Regions from separate parts of the Sus scrofa genome. Here all the other regions are linked to region 3. The links are chromatin contacts, called in public Hi-C and HiChIP or PLAC-seq maps. All regions are on one chromosome and are shown on one strand. The core of a region is the stretch at or near the end of the contact, and the rest is flanking DNA. Distances in the headings are between cores, read along the strand shown.

Evidence for each region. A called contact is a pair of places that touch in the nucleus more often than the background predicts. HiChIP or PLAC-seq counts read pairs in DNA pulled down with a chosen protein or histone mark.
Region 1: an H3K27ac HiChIP or PLAC-seq map of alveolar macrophages shows a contact between it and region 3. The contact joins the promoter of OXA1L here to the promoter of LRP10 in region 3. A contact is called at or near these places in 3 of 47 Hi-C or Micro-C datasets (heart right ventricle, mesenteric adipose tissue and retroperitoneal adipose tissue) and 1 of 2 datasets of contacts at active chromatin or transcription factors (alveolar macrophages).
Region 2: a contact with region 3 is called in a Hi-C map of omental adipose tissue, with 2.9 times the contacts expected there. The contact joins the enhancer-like site here to the promoter of LRP10 in region 3. A contact is called at or near these places in 3 of 5 promoter capture datasets (fetal liver, fetal skeletal muscle and liver), 21 of 47 Hi-C or Micro-C datasets (alveolar macrophages, blood, embryonic fibroblasts and 11 more) and 2 of 2 datasets of contacts at active chromatin or transcription factors (alveolar macrophages and skeletal muscle).

What each region holds. Positions count from the first base shown.
Region 1 is chr7:76,265,207-76,268,294 of Sscrofa11.1, forward strand. OXA1L (mitochondrial inner membrane protein OXA1L) reads right to left here and starts at 1,494. Exons shown (of 11, transcript XM_013978229.2): 1 at 1,293-1,494; 2 at 1,130-1,290; 3 at 527-688. The coding sequence starts at 1,494.
Region 2 is chr7:76,238,879-76,241,986 of Sscrofa11.1, forward strand. The region is part of intron 4 of OXA1L (mitochondrial inner membrane protein OXA1L); the gene reads right to left. Among named protein-coding and RNA genes, the nearest start is that of OXA1L, 26 kb to the right of the region's middle. Within about 2 kb of position 1,278, at least 3 of the 83 cell types and tissues checked have an H3K27ac peak or open chromatin away from gene starts, as enhancers often do. A contact at or near this core is called in omental adipose tissue, where this site is marked.
Region 3 is chr7:76,157,010-76,160,099 of Sscrofa11.1, forward strand. It overlaps LRP10 (LDL receptor related protein 10), which reads right to left and starts at 1,496. Exons shown (of 7, transcript NM_001143715.1): 1 at 1,298-1,496; 2 at 844-888; 3 at 198-333. The coding sequence starts at 1,325.

The DNA.
Region 1 (3,088 bases), core at 244-2,743, 110 kb after region 3:
ATACTTGATATTCAAGTTAGACTTTTTTTTTTTTTTGGTCTTTTCTAGGGCCGCTTCCCACAGCATGTGGAGGTTCCCAGGCTAGGGGTCTAATCGGAGCTGCAGCCACCGGCCTATGCCACAGCCACAGCCACGTGGGATCGGAGCCGCGTCTACGACCTACACCACAGTCCACGGCAACGCCGGATCCTTAACCCACTGATCAAGGCCAGGGATCGAACCGGCAGCCTCATGGTTCCTAGTTGGATTCGTTAACCACTGCGCCACGACGGGAACTCAAGTTATAATTTTTAATACATACACAGAATCACATTTCATACCACTATCAATGGCTTGCCATCATTGTGGAAACACCTGGTACATAATGAAGTCTCTCCTTCAGTACTCTCAATCATTTCCCTACTGATTTGAAAACCTATCCCAAGCTAGATGGAGTGCTCCACGATTCCCCCAGTCAAAACAGGATTAAAAACAAATCAAGAAACCAGCACCACTCCTAACGCTGCTGGGTCGAAACGTCACTTACCTGGGCTTCTGCATAAAATATGGCAGAGGTACTGAGGCCCCGGGGGCCTGGGGCCGCGAGGAGGACATAATGTGGGTGTCCGCAGCGCCGGCCGGCTGGGAACCGGAGCCCGGGTGTCAGCGGCTTCCGTGGCCATTGGCGGAGCCCTGCGACGCTGTGGAACTGAGTGGGTAAAAGAAGGATGTAGTCCTTTTACCGAGATAAGTCAATAGTTACGCTCCGCCCCCACCCTTCCAAGAAAAAGGCAGTCCGCTACCACAGGTGAGGACATTGCTACTCCTTGCGCTCAGACTGCGAGTGTGAAGGCATATAATCAGCGAGTCCTGCATTTCAGCTACCTCAGAGCCACCCAGTGGCCCAGAGTTTCAGGCTGAGGTTTCCTTGGAAGGGATGACGCCTGTTTCTGGGAACAGACCAGGAGACCCGGCTGTTGAGCCCGTAGGGTTGGGGACGTAACCCTACCGCGTCCTCCTGTGACCTGAGGTCAGGAGACGCAAGTCCCAGTGAGGTGTGGGCCTACTCATTCATGCACACAGCACGAGTCACCCCTGGCTCGTCACAGGGATAGGGTGGCATCAGAGCTCAGTCTCGGGGTGTCCTTACTTGACGCTGAGGCTGTAGCAAGCGCAGAAGCTCCCGGCGTCCGCACATCAACCCCATCGCCATCTCGCCGGAGAAAGGGCTTGCGTTTGCGCCTGCGCACTCAGAACCGCAGTCTCGCGAGAGGAGGCCCTTTTGGAAGTGGGCGTTAAGCCACAGCTGCCAGCAGGCTCAGGAGGTAAAGGAAACTGGAGCTTGGCGGCCATATTTGAAGAGGGTAAGAGGACACAGAGCTGCTTTAACAAGATCTCGCAGAGGGTGTTCTCCCGAGATTGAAGTTCAGAGCCTTCTAACAGGCTTTCGTTAATGGCTGCGTGATCCTGGGGGCTTTTCCTTCGTCCTCTAAATTTGCGATTCTTCTGTGATTTGTTAAGTTAAAAAGCGTCCTCGCCACGTCAGGTCTTGGCTGTACTTGGAGTGGGTTTTTCTTGCCCAGTGATGTTCAATTCTTGTTGCTAGATAATATTGCAATCGCAGATAAAGTGAAATTTGAGAGTGGTCTGGAGTTTGACAGAAATTGAGGGAAATATATATCTCCCAGACAAAGCTTAAAAGGAGATGCCATACTTCCCTTTTCCTTTCCCCCAGTAGGGTCTGGTTGAGGAGAATCTTGTGACACTGAGGGCATAAATCTTTACATCTTTTTTTTTCTTGTACTTAACGGCTGCACCTGTGGGCTAGGGGATGAATCAGACCTGCAGCTGCAGACCTGTGGCAACACAGGATCCTCAACCCGTTGAGTGAGGTCATTGATCAAACTTGCATCCTTATGGACTCTATGTCAGGTTCTTAACCTACTAAACCACAAAGGGAACTCCAGAGGGGCAAGTCTTTAAAGATGCTGAAAGGTAACCTGCTGAAGGTGGTTGTATGGAAAGATAGAAGAACGCTGATGATGTCACTGGGCTGCTGCAGCAAGCTTGGAACCACCTAATTCTAGATTTTGTTGTGTACCATAAATAAAGGTCTTTGTTGTCTAGACTCTTAAGTCTCTGTTGCTTGGGTTCTTGAAACTGAAATCATTTCTGGAGATATATGAGGTAAAGTTCCTTTCTTCTAAAGGGGGGAAAAAAGTACTGCTTAGAAAGATAGGAGTTGACTATGTGAGAAACCCTATAAAGCCTCTCAAACAGCAGAGTGCTTTTGGAATAACAAAGTGTAGCTTTAGGAAAGATGTGATAGCCCAAAATGCTTTCAATCATTGCTAGTTTAGGCTGATTATAAATGTACCTGACAGGAATGGTTTAAAAAAAAAAAAGGCAAAGGAATATGATACAGATTTAGTAGTAATTTGGGGGTATTACCTATCAGTCAAGTATGTTGGATACTATCATAAACGATTTTTTTTTTTTTGTCTTTTTGCTATTTCATTGGGCCGCTCCCGCAGCATATGGAGGTTCCCAGGCTAGGGGTCTAATCACGGAGCTGTAGCCGCCAGCCTATGCCAGAGCCACAGCAACGCAGGATCCTAGCCACGTCTGCGACCTACACCACAGCTCACGGCAACGCAGGATCGTTAACCCACTGAGCAAGGCCAGGGACCGAACCCGCAACCTCATGGTTCCTAGTCGGATTCGTTAACCACTGTGCCACGACGGGAACTCCGTAAACGGTATTCTTAAAGTTACTTTGAAAAATCAGGGAGTTCCCAATGTGGCTCTGTGGTAATGAACCCGACTAGCATCCATGCAGATGTGGGTTTGATCCCTGGCCTTGCTCAGTGGGTTAAGGATCGTGTTTCTGTGAGCTATAGTGTAGGTTGCAGACAAGGCTCAGATCTGGTGTGGCTGTGGCCGGCAGCTGTAGTTCTGATTTGACCTCTAGCCCGGGAAATTCATGTGCTGCAGGTGTGGCAAGCAAAAAAATAAATAAAAAATAATTACTGCAGTTAGAGGTGGTGACAGCTACAGTACTTTTGGCCAAACAAAACAAAACAAAAACAAAAAAACAAAAAACCAAACC
Region 2 (3,108 bases), core at 28-2,527, 82 kb after region 3:
GTCTACTGCTTTAGTTTCTTCCTATTTCTTTTCTTACACTTCACATTCCTGATCATTCCAACAACTATTTATTTAGTTTATGTATCTATAGATAAGCAAGTGGGCCTGGATTGAGAAAAGGCCAGGGGGAGATAAGAGCTTTAGGCTTTACTGACATTACGGTGGATGGTGTGGAGTGGAAAGAGACGGGAGTTAAGCTGTGCCACAATGGGAACTCGCCCAGAACACTCTTTTAAATAGTATCTACAAAAAGAAGGAGAAAAGGTAGTACGGGATCAAGGAGAAAGGGGATCAAGATGGTGGAGGAGTAAAACCTGACACCTTCTCACACAAACACATCGAACCCCCCCACAACAGGAGTTCCTGTTGTGGCCCAGCGGTAATGAATCTGACTAGTATCCATGAGGACACAGGTTCAATCCCTGGCCTCACTCAGTGGGTTAAGGGTCCAGCGTTGCTGTCAGTTGTGGTGTATGTCACAGACGTGGCTCAGATCCCTTGTTGCTATGACTGTGGTGTAGGCTGGCAGCTGTAGCTCCAATTCGACTCCTAGCTTGGGAACCTCCATCTGCCACAGGTGTGGCCCTAAGAAGCGAGAAAAAAACAAAAAACAAAAAACAAACAAAAACCCCAAAACAAAAAACCACATAAACACACTCCTCAAAACCCATACACTTGTAGAACGATTTACACAGAACATCTACTGAACTCTGGCAGGAGACCCGAGACCTCCAAAAAGGGCAAGAAACCCTCCAGAGCAAAAAGGGGTGGTGGGGTGGGGGTAGAAAAGAAAAAAAAAAAGAGAAAACAGGAATTAACATGGGACCATCACTCCTGAGAGGGAGCTGTGAAAGGAGAAAGAGCTAGGACAGACAGGGAACCTCAAAGTCTCGGAGAAAAAGCTTAAAGTGCAGCACCGGGACTGAGGAGGGCAAAGCCAAGAGAGATGCACAGACCACTGATACCACTGCTTGGGACACCACAACACAAAGGTGGGGGCTGGATGCTGAGACTTGGGTCAGTTCCAGGGAGAGGACTAGGGTTGGCTCTCCCTGAAAGGGCTGGGAAGTGGAGCATCACAGCAGAGTGAGTACAAGAGGAGTCCTGGGCCTGAAGGAGAAGCAAGGCACCACTGTTGGGAGGAGTGAGAGAAGGAGGGGCAGGACCACCATAAGAACATCTTTCTCTGGGCATCTGTGGGTTCTTGGGCAGTGGGGCACCTCTTGTATGGACAGCCATCTCAGACTCCAGAGGTGGGGGTGGTTCATCACCACTACTGTGTCCCATGAAGAGGTACCACCTGTGGCCCCAGTCACCTGCCAAGGAGGGCACTGCAACCAAGTACCACCCATTGCCCTCACTCCCCTGGGAACACACATGCCCTGCCTCACTGCTGTCAAAGGCTCTGGGAGCTGTCTCTACCTCCTTGAGCATCCCTGCCACTGCCCAGGGCCATGGCAACCAGGAGCAGCCTTTGCCCTCACCTCCCTGCAGGTCCTCACCACTGTCAAAGGCCCAGCAACAAGGCATTGGCTAGAGGCCCTGCCTATTGCCCTCATCTGGAAGCACACACAGGCTGTACACTGGCATACCCCCAATCAAGGGGATAACAGCTTGTACATATCGAAGAAAGTGACAGCAAGCATCCAAACCAAAGAAAGCCCTCATACCAAAATACAAACCAAAAAAACAGTAAGCCCTCACAAACTATCCAAGAGCACTCTATATATAAATAACCCTCTAAGACTATAGTAGATAACTGTTTTCCTTAAACTCAGAATAAGAAAACTATAAGCAAAATGAGCACAGGACCCATTCCCAGCTAAAAGGAGAATTTCCCTGAAGGAAGAAACGATGAAAGAGGCCTCTGCAGTCTAACAGACACGGTGTTCAAAAAGTAGGTAATGAAAATACTGAAGAAGGAGTTCCTGTTGTGGCTCAGTGGTAATGAACCCAACTAGTATCCATGAGGATGTGGGTTTGATCCCTGGCCTGGCTCAGCAGGTTAAGGATCTGGCATTGCTGTGGCTGTGGTGTGGGCAGGAAGCTGTAGCTCCAATTTGACCCCTAGCCTGGGAACCTCCATATGCCGCGGGTGCGGCCCTAAACAGCAAAAAGAAACAAATGAAAATATTGCATGACTTAAGAGCAGGTATGAACAGTAATGCAGATTACTTTAGAAAGGAACTAGAAAATATAAGGAGCCAAGAAAAATGAGAAAATTCATTTTCAGAGACACAAGCTGAGCTAAAGGCACTGAAGAGCAGACTGAATAATGCAGAAGAATGAATAAGTGACTTGGAAGATAGTATAATGGAAATCACCCAATCAGGACAGCAGACAGAAAACCAAATGAAAAAACATAAAAGCAATATAAGAGATCTATAGGATAATATAATTATCTACATATAATTGGGATTCCAGAAGGAGAAGAAAAAGAAAAGGGGATTGAAAATACATTTGAAGAAATTATGGCTGAAAACTTTCCGTACCTGGGAGTTCCCGTCATGGTGTAATGGAAATGAATCCGACTAGGAACTATGAGGTTGTGGGTTGGATCCCTGGCTTCACTCAGTGGGTTAAGTATCTAGCGTTGCCATGAGTTGTGGTATAGGCCGCAGATGTGGCTCAGATCCTGCGTTGCTGTGGTGTAGGCTGACAGCTGCAGCTCTGATTGGACCCCTAGCTTGGGAACCTCCATATGCCGCAAGTGCAGCCGTAAAAAGCAAAAAGAAAGAAAGGAAAACGTCCCACATCTAAAAGAAACAGATTTCAAGATACAGAAAGCACAGAAGGCCCCAAACAGGTTGAACCCAAACAGACATACAACAAGATATATTATAAGGCTATCAGCTGATTTCTCTACAGAAACACTACAGGGCAGAAGAGAGTGACAAGATATATTCAACATGCTGGAAGGGAAAAATGTGCAGCCTAGATAGAAAACTCTACCCAGCAACATTATCAAAAATAAAGAAGTTCTCCAATAAACGAAAACTAACTAAAAGAATACAACAATACTAAACCCATACTAAAAGAAATACTGAAAGGTCTCCTCTAAATAGGAAAGAAGAAAGAAGATACAGGATGGAAGATATTTCAATTGGA
Region 3 (3,090 bases), core at 246-2,745:
CCAGTCCAACCCAGGTCCAATTCACTGTGTCCAGCCCAGAACATGCCAGGCTTTTAGGGCAGATTAGTCCAAATTTAATTTCATTCTTCTCCCAGTTGACAGGGATGGAAATACCATGGAGAAGTGACCCCTGAAGGGTTTTCCACGGTAGAGCAAGAAGGGTGAGGAAAGGAATAGGGTCTTGCCCCGCTTCTCACCTGATGGTTACAGTCTGCTCCTTGCTGCCCAGGATGAGCCAGGTGCAGTTGGCAGGGGAGATGCGGCTGTCCCGGCCCAGGGGCCTCTGTATGGTGCCCTGCACTTCCAAAAGCACTGCTGGGGGGTCCTCACAGGCTGGAGAGAGGAAGGTAAGGACATCAGTTGCGAGCCTCTTACCATGCCACTCCTCCCCAGGCTTCATGCTTCCAAGGGCCTGGGCTCTTCAAGAAGGAGCACAGAAACTCCCCCTTCCCAGCCACACACACTCTGGAGGCAGAGTCGTCAGTGGGCTCCCCTTCTCACCACACTCATCGTTGTTCCACCTTAGGTATCAACACCACAAACAAAATGAGGTCTGCTTTGTGCCAACCACTGGGCCAGGAGGAACGGGAAATACGATCTCTATCCTCAAGGAGATTACATTTGGGCGAGGCGAATCAAGGATGGATATTGGGGGGGCAAATAGTACATAACTACCAAGTGAGGGCCCACGCTGGGTTTCAGTTTCTGTCTGTAAAACAGAGGATGGCTGATCTCCACTCGAAAACTATGGAAGGTACCAGAGGAAGTCAAGGAAGAGAGTCTTTCTCTAGGGTGCTCTCTCATTACCAAGCCCATGGGACCCCAGAGGCATCCTCTACTCACCATGATTTGGGAAAAGGATCCGGTCTTGGTGGGCCAGAGCGCCTCCTAGAGGAAGAGCGAGAAAGGGCAAGAGTCACACTTCGGAGTTTTCTCCACCTGAGCTTCTCAAGGAGGAAAGGGAACCATCGGCGGCTTCCGGGTAGTTTACGAGAAGGGTGGTGGAACAGGGGGAGGCAGCGGTGTGTGACCTCAAAGGAAGGTCCTCCAGTGCGGCTTGTAGGATGGGTACGGTGATCTAAGGAAGCCAGAGCGAGTATGAGGGCCGAGGGGAGCGGCTGTAGATTTCCCGAGGGTTGGGGCAGGCAGCGACCAAGGCGACGGCAGGGGCCGCGGGGCAGGGGAGGACAGGGTAGGGGTGAGAGGCCCCATAGGGGGAAGGGAGCTAGAGGACCTGGGCGCGGTGACAGCCCTGGGAGCGGGGTCCCGGGCGAGTAGCCTCGTTTCGATTTCTTACCCAGGAGGAGAAGGATGGCCGGCAGCATCGTGAGCCGTCCCGAGGCGCAGGAAGAGTCCCGGAGCTTCGATCGTCTACCCAGTGGGGAGGCGGCGCCACTCCGGGTATCCTGGCTCCTCAGTGCCGCCTCCCCGAGGGGGCTCCATGGCCCAGACTCCTCGACCGAGGCTCCGGATGCCAGGGCTGGGGGCTGGTGGGGGGCGGCGGCGGCCCGGGAACCGGGGCGGTGCCTCTCGCCAACTTTGGAGTTGTTCTCCCCGGCCGCCGCAGCGCTCTCTCCAGAGGCTGACCCCCGAAGCCCAGGGAGTTGGCTCGAAGTCCAGCGCTGGGGCGCGCCCTCGCCTAGAGCCCGCCCGCAGGCCGCGAACGTCCGGGTCCAGGCCTGGCCGCCACCTGCCGAGGCTTGAGGCCACTTCCTCTTCGGGCCAAACTTTGCCGACTGTCAGCGCCCAGAGCCGGCCCGGGCGCTGCCCAACTTCTCCAGCGCCTCCAGCCCCGGAACGCGGGTAGAGGAGCTGGGGAGGAGGGGACTGGCGACTCGGCCCAGCGCTCGAGCCCTCGCCCTGGCTGTACCCCAGCCAGCCCAGGGGTTGGAGGAACCCGGGTGGAGGAGGGGGAGGGTGACGAGCCTGGCCCCACCCCTGCCAATCAACGCTTACCACGCCCACCTTCCCATCTTAACCCCTTTCAGGTCCTACCGCGCCTTGTCCCTCGGGCTCTCAGGGCGCTCAGCCTCCACTTGTAACTCTGCTTTGTTTAGTACTTCCCGTGTAACACATGGGTTACAGGACACATTTGTCAGAAGACAATTGCATATTCCATAATTGTTATGTCTTTCCTTTGGCTCCTTAAGCTCTCAGTACTTTTCTTGTCCCGGTGTCTGACATCCGGTAACACTTTTTGTCGTGAGCCTCTATTACAGCAATTACTACCCGGTGTTATAAATATTTGTTTACTCGTCTTTCCCGCCCCCGCCCCGCCCCTTCTGTGGAAACTGAAACTTCCTGTAGGTTGAGGCCTAGACTGTTTACCTTTGCACCCACAAGGCTTCTCTCCTGCTGAGACACAGTAACTCAATAAACGAATAATTGTACCTTGGCTATTTGCAGGCTATGTGACCTTGAGAAAATCATTTCACCTCTCTGTGCATTAACTCTGTTAAATGGAGTTAATAATGGCACAATACTTCTTAAGGTTGTTGTCATCATTTAGGGAGATGATGTAAGTTGAGCATCTAGGAAGTGCTTCATACCTGCTTACAATGATTATTATTAGTTACAGGAGTTATTTCTGATTTAGGTGGGCTTGGGGTTACCGATTCCCTGTGGCACTTATAGGTAATAATAGTAAACAACAATAATAGCAAATACTTTTTGAGCTTTTTTTCACATTTCAGGCATAAATCTAAGCACTTTTCAAATATTTGCTCTTTTACTTCTCTCCACCATCTTGTGAGGTAGTTATTATTGTTACTCACATGTTACAGATAGGGAAACTTAGGCACAGAGAAGTTTAGTATTGCCCAAGATCATGGATCTAGTAAATGTTGAAACAGAGAGAGCTAGAGAACCTGGGTGATCTGACTCTGGACAGAGTTCATTCAGAGCCTTACCACTCTCTCCTCTCTACAAACAGTTTTCTGTTCATGACATTTGTTGTTGCCATCAGTTTTGATGTGTTCAAAACTGGGATCTCAGCAGGGCCATAGACTTGGCCATAAAAAGGCTCTTCTTTCACTTGGCCCTCAGTCCCATGCCAAGGAAACTTGGTTCCTGGGTCTCTATGCTTCCTAC